2 separate regions of the Mus musculus genome follow, and region 1 is linked to region 2. The links are chromatin contacts, called in public HiChIP or PLAC-seq maps. All regions are on one chromosome and are shown on one strand. The core of a region is the stretch at or near the end of the contact, and the rest is flanking DNA. Distances in the headings are between cores, read along the strand shown.

The links. HiChIP or PLAC-seq counts read pairs in DNA pulled down with a chosen protein or histone mark.
Region 1: a contact with region 2 is called in an H3K27ac HiChIP or PLAC-seq map of the NIH/3T3 cell line, with 6 times the contacts expected there. The contact joins two enhancer-like sites. A contact is called at or near these places in 3 of 484 Hi-C or Micro-C datasets (embryonic stem cells and liver) and 3 of 115 datasets of contacts at active chromatin or transcription factors (the NIH/3T3 cell line, embryonic fibroblasts and vascular smooth muscle cells).

What each region holds. Positions count from the first base shown.
Region 1 is chr2:125,932,195-125,935,428 of GRCm38.p6, forward strand. The region is part of intron 7 of Galk2 (galactokinase 2); the gene reads left to right. Among named protein-coding and RNA genes, the nearest start is that of Galk2, 68 kb to the left of the region's middle. Within about 2 kb of position 1,912, at least 46 of the 459 cell types and tissues checked have an H3K27ac peak or open chromatin away from gene starts, as enhancers often do. A contact at or near this core is called in the NIH/3T3 cell line, where this site is marked.
Region 2 is chr2:126,416,902-126,420,408 of GRCm38.p6, forward strand. The region is part of intron 9 of Atp8b4 (ATPase, class I, type 8B, member 4); the gene reads right to left. Among named protein-coding and RNA genes, the nearest start is that of Atp8b4, 73 kb to the right of the region's middle. Within about 2 kb of position 2,205, at least 6 of the 459 cell types and tissues checked have an H3K27ac peak or open chromatin away from gene starts, as enhancers often do. A contact at or near this core is called in the NIH/3T3 cell line, where this site is marked.

The DNA.
Region 1 (3,234 bases), core at 662-3,161, 480 kb before region 2:
AATGGCATGTGGCTTCACCAGGAACATGCAGAAGACAGGCTGGACCCAGGGTATAATGAAAAAACATTATAGACCTCTCAAGTGAGCATGTCCACATATGCTCAGCCCCCACCTCCCCAAAAGCCTTTTACTCTTCAATCGGTCAAATGGTGTGTAGCAGCCCCAGTATCCTCTTCTGTACTGTTCCTCAGATCTGTTTGTCTTCTTCCCACTCATTCTACAAATGATGGCTGACATGATGGCTTAGACATTTTACCTGATGAAGTACCTCTCCCCCCTTCCCCCTTTGTTTACCACTGCCCCAAAGTTCCCCATTGCTTTGGAATAAAGTAAAAGAAGCCTTGTACTGAACTGAGTTGAGCAGCCAGTAGTTGGGAAGGAACTGTCAGGCAGTGGAGGAATTCACTCTTTGAACCATCACAGAAAAAGTAACTTATGGTATACAGTTCAAGAAGGAAGTGGTCCAGGCAGGGACTTCAGTCCCACCGACAGCATGGGGGGCTGTTAGCTGGGGTGATGGATCGGTTGGGCTTCCTCCATTTAGGAGACTAGTTGACTTAGGGTGAGTTTCTTTGTGTGCCCTTTCCTGGCCTGTAATCTCTGTCCTGAGAAGGGCAGTCCAGGCTGGCTGGGTACTTTACCTGCACCCATGTAATTTTTAGTTGTGCAATCTCTGCCATGCAAATAAGGGAAGTGCTGGCTGCATAGTTCAGTCCTGGTCCAAGGCTCAGGCCACAGGCCTCCAGGCTGAAGTTCTATGGTATTAGATTACAGCATTCCAGACTGGCAGTTTAGGATTCCTGGACCATGCTAGTGAAAGTTCTCTAATGGGAACCAGCCCTATTTGTTGATCTCTTATTAAGTGTCCTCCCCCATACTTGACTATCCCTGTAAGGCCTAAGGCTGGTATATCTTACCTCAGCATCTCCTAGTATCCCCTGCAGTCACAAGGGCATGGCTACCACCCTCAAGGGCCTTCCCACATGTTCAGTACAGTTTTGTTTTGTTTTTATTTAGCCTTCTTTGAAATATTTCTAAATGACCCTCAAAGAAGCCTTACTTCCTTATTTATAAGGTAAGCAGAGATCTCGCTACAGTTTGTAGCACTTATACTTCTTAGGTATGTAGAGGGATCCCCATACTTGTAGAGAGAAAGAATTGGGACAGAGTAGTCATTCCTTCATTTAATAGATGTTCATCCTAGGCTCATGTCAGCCAGTTAGGGACACAAAAATTAACAAGATGGATGCAGTTCATATCTCAGGTAAAACAGAATGTGGAAGTGGAGAGACATGTTAAACAAATGCCCATTTCCGGAAAGCACTGTTGACTTGTAGTCGTCCTCTGCCCCTGGCTATGCTTTCTCTTCTGCAGTAATCCCCCAGCCTTGGCAGGAGGGTGTGATACCGATGTAGTATTTAGGGATGAGTGTTCCAAAGTCTGCTATTCTCTGCACCTCTATCAGTTGTGGGACTCTGCAGTGATCATCATCTATTTCTGCTATTATTTTACTAACTGGGTGGGGTAATAAACTGACTCCTATTGACTTACTATGAAAGCATCCGTAGCTCTCATAGAGTCTTCTATTTGACTCCTGCTTTATAAGGCTGTCAAGTTCAAAGAGTACAGCTACAGCAATTTAGGAAAAGTAAGTTTTTGTTGTTTTGTTTTTTTCTTCCTGGAAAATTTGGGGATTGAACTTCTTTTTTTTTTTTAAATAAAGATTTAAATTTCTAAATTTTAGTCTACTCATTGAGATAATTATTAAAATTGTGAAGGGAGATGTAATATTAAGCTTCATAGCACCTTGGCAGTACACAGATGGAGCAGAAGCAGTGCTTGTTCAATGACCATTTCCTGCTGGGACACACTTCCTCTTTGGGAGGTGGCAGCCCCAGGGTTCTCCCTGAGGGATTACTCACTGCTGTTTCTACCTTGAGGTTGATGAGTAAGTGCTGGTGTCCTGAGGAGACTCCAGACATATACAACTTTATTTTCTGGCTCTTAACACGGAATTCTAGCCTCTCTGCCAGAGCCACAGTGACCTGGAACAAGTGTGATGCATGTGACAGCTTCGTGTTGTGACTGCTCCCTTCTAAAGACACAGGAAGAATCCGGAGCTAGCCTGTATCTCTGAAACAGTAGTGAGACTGCCAGGCCCTTTGGGGAATGTCTTCAGAGAGCTGACTAGAAGAGAGGGCATGTCTTTTGTAGCTGAGGTTTTTAATCAAATTCAGAGCCTCTTATTATTGCGGATGTCTCCTGAGGACCTTGTGTGTACCCTAGGCTGGCCTGGAACTGGTCTAGAATGCCTCAAAATTGCCACCCTCCAGCCTGTATCTCCTAGGTGCTAATAATGATCATGTGCCATCACATCTAGTTGAAATACATTGGAATTTAATTGTATAACTCCATATGTGCCATTGAAATTGGCAACTGAATTTGGCTACTTGGTACATATTGCTTTCCAAGATGATATAGCTAAAACACATTTTAAAAACCAAATTTTCTCATAAATAAGACTTAATTTGCTTAAAAGCAGGCACAGTTCCTTTTTCTCAGTTAGTTCTTGGAGAATTTAATGGCGTGTCTTTTGATAGTAATCACACTCCACCCCTTAACCAGCCAAATTTGTCTTTTTTTAAACCCTGAAGTTCATGTTGGGTGGCAGTATATGCCTTTAATCCCCCCATTATTGGGGAAGCAGAGGTCAGCCTGGTCTACATAATGAGTTTCAGGCTAGCAGTTGTGACATTGTAAGATTCTGCCTCAAAAACCAAACCAAACTGAACCAAAAGTAACGACGACACCAATACTCTAAACTACAAACCCCAACTAAACCCACTGAGTCCTATTTTTCTTGGAGGGTTTGGCCATACACTGGAGCATGGTTGAATGACCAGGGGCCACACTCTTAAATTTGACTTCAAGAAAATTTACTACATTTCCCAGCAGTTGTCAATTGCCAATCACTTCTTAGGTAGGGGAGGAACATCACGCCCACCTCCCCTTTCCATGCTGAGATTTTATCTGACTTGAGCTTACACAGGTGTTGTGTGGCTTGCTGTCACACTGCTGTGAGTTGATCTCACAACTACTATGTTGTGTTTGGAAACCACGGTTTCATTTTAGTCCTGTACTGCCTCTGGCTCTTAGATTCTCTCCACCTCTTCTTTCTCAGTGAGCATTGGGAAGAAGGATTATGATAAGATGTCCCATTAATGCTGAGAATTC
Region 2 (3,507 bases), core at 955-3,454:
CAAAAAAAAAATGTACTTTGAACAAAAAAAACAACATGATACATGTCCTTGCCAATAACAATATAAAGAGCCAGGTCTGTTTGATCATTTTCATGGTCATGAGCAAAGGCTGACAAGGAGGTAAATTCAACCTTGAACATTTTGGCTCACTACATCCAGCAAGAAGACTTGCTCTCATCTGGTTTTAGGCTGAGGGTGCCTTTCTGTACAGGGACTATAGGGCCAAGTTTAACACGAGCCTCTGGAGGCCAAATCCCAGCACAGCTTTCTAAGAGTATGGCCCCACTCTCCAAGTTCTAAACACAGGGGCCCATCACAATGAAACATTGGGAACAAAGCCAAACTATTTTTTTTTACCCGACGAAAAAAGGAAATGCTGCTCCCCATTTCTTAGTTCTATTGGCATAAAATATGAAAGTTCCCATTTCTCTTCCTCTCTTTCCAAAGGGTTGACCAGTTTCCTTTGTGGGAAACACTATACTCATCTCCACACATTCCCACAACTTACCGCACTGTCTATGTAATAAAATCTAAAAATATTTATTGGAAACATTATTGGAGACATAGTTTTTTTTAAAAAAAATGGTTTGGTTCCAGGACAGCCAGGACTACAAAGAGAAACCCCGTCTCGGAAAAAAAACAAACATACAAGCAAAAACGGTTTCAAGGAAGGAGTTGTAGGGGCTGGGCAGATAATCAGTAGCTAAGAGCATTTGCTGCTCTTACAGAGAACACATATCGGTTTCCTGCCCCTCATGGCAGCTTTAACTCCAGTGTCAGGGGATCTGATTCCTTCTTCTACATATAAGAGCACCAGATACGTGCATGGTATATACATTATATACATGCAAATAAAATACTCAGATGCATAATTTTCTTTCAAAAGGAAAGAGGCTGAGAGAGGACAGTAAATCTATGATAAATTAAAAGGTAGGTATATTTTGACAGGAATCATGAAATTGGGATTTGAATACCAAATAGTATTACCCAACTGTAACATAAGCCAGGTAGAATGATGAAAACAGGCAGTGACCTTATCAGAAACCAGCAAAAATATTTTCCACCAACAAAGCCTAAGACCCAAGAGAGGCTGCCCTGGGGTCCTGCTTTCTTCTTTTTAGTTCCATCCGAGGAAGATATGGGAAATGGCTGCAAAGTATGAGAAAGCCATTCGGGGGAAACAGGATCATTTCTCACATAGTCATCTTAGCTGGAAATGATAAAACGTTGTTGGGGGCAGCCTCAATCATAAAGTGTAATCATAATCAAAATAGTTAATCTCATTTGCCCCTCTAAAGAAAAGACATCGATTATAGTTCATCCACTATAACGGCACAGGGAAACCTATACTGAGCAAAATCTACAAGTTCTTATTTTGAACTTTCCTTGGCATTTTTAAATTCCAAATTCAGCCTGCTGGATTACTGCTTAACTACCAATTTGTTAAGTCTCTCAAACTATTTACTCAAAGAGGAAATATGGAGTTTACCAATAAAAATTTTTAGTACAAAATATCCCAAGATTTTCCAAAACTAATTAGCTTTACTTTTTCTGCATATTATTAGTGATGTCTCTTGATTGTCCACTGCAACTCTTCCACAGGTCAGGCTGCACACTGGATAGGGTGCCATTATTGCTGGTCAAGAGTTTCCCTAGCCAAGAAATTCTCAATATTTAGGCGATTACCCACTACTGTTAGGCTGATGAATGAAATAACCTTTTCCCTTAAAAAGACAGTCATAACCTTTTCCCTTAAAAAGACAGTCTCTAAAGCCAAATGATTCTATTTGAGTTCTTGGACGCCAAGCCCCTGTACAACCTTCTCAACACTGAGAAGCCATCCAACATTAACACCACAACGGCCATATTAGTACCACCAGTCAAAAGGAAATTGTCCTTCATGTCTGTTAATGAGATCCATGGGCCCATGTATAAGCTATGTTGTGTAGGACTGGACTTCTGTCCACTTGACTGGAAGAGTTTTCAGGTAAGTTTTGTAAAGTCACAAAGTGTTAACCAAGCCCATGTATTTATTAACTCAGTTATTTACTTATTTGTGTATTTTAACCAACAAGAGATGTCATTTTTCTTTGTTTGAATTACACACATGCTGTTCTTTACAGAAAAGACCACAAAATACACAAAGATTCCTAACGAAAGAGTCAACCCTTCTCTGGTTTAGAAATGGTATTAACAGTCACTAGTTGCGAAACACAGACCACAGTTCAGTCAGTAACAATATACAAAAGATTCTTGAACACATTCAAGCACATGTATATTAGGGGATTTCCCCCAAGGTGTAAAAACATCTGGTTTACAAATATGCAATTAACAAATATTTCCATGTATTTGTTTATAAATGTTGTTTGGTTCCCATAAGACACCATGAAAAGCCGAGTCAAACTAAAATGCTTTATTACTATAGTATTATTAGATCAAATTACATATTTTCTTATAAAGTTCAACAGACTACATATTATTTTTTCAGATATTTAAAATGGATAAAATATTTATTTGCATGGGAACTTTTCAAATAAACAGAAAATCTACCAAAACCTGCTCCTACTCTGTGTTTGGACAGTACCTCTAAATTCTTTATCCTGACGAAATTCTAAGGCACTGAGAACTTTGATAATTTTGAAATAAACATAGAGATAGTTTGATTTCTCATAATCAGCTTACCTTACTTTTAAACATTTCTGTCCCCTCATAAGCTAAGCTGTGATACACTGCCCTCTGTGTCTAATGCTGTTCCAGGTTGTAGTTTAGAGCCCATGGTTTTGTGTTCTTTCTTAGAACAGGATTTTCCATCAGCTTTTGGTTTGCATTCTGACTCCTCTACTTAATAGTCACATGACATAGGCAATATTCTATCTACCTGAGTCTCAGGTTCCCTATGTACAAATTAAAGTTAGTGATAATTTTTCCTTCAGGGGCTAGCAAGATGAAGTTGGGGAGATGGTTCAAAGGTTAAAGCACTCGCTGCACAAGAATGTAGATCTGAGTTAGGATGTCTGACACCCAAGTTTAAAAAAAAAAAACAGGCATGGAAGCATGTGACCATGTAATCCCACTATTGGGAAGCAGAGACCAGCTCATGTGATTCATTGGGTAGGCTCAGTAAGAGACTCTCCTCAAACAAACAAGAGCAATAGAGAAAGACACCCAACGCACACACAAACACAAAAGCACACTCATCTGCTCACATACCTACATATGTACACACGCGCGCACACACACACACACACACACACACACACACACACACATATCTGCCTACATACACATATGCCAGTCTCACAAATGCATCAAAGGCTGCATGTATTTGAAAAGATAACTTATAATATACAGTGAGTGCTTGTTCCTATATCAACATCATGTTCCGGGCCTGAGTACATTAGCAATCACCTAATTAAAGGCCTCTTTGGGACGAGCCCACAGACTCTTTAGCATTGTATGAAATATACATTTGCCAAACAAATAAATGAACAAAAGAATGAATGGACA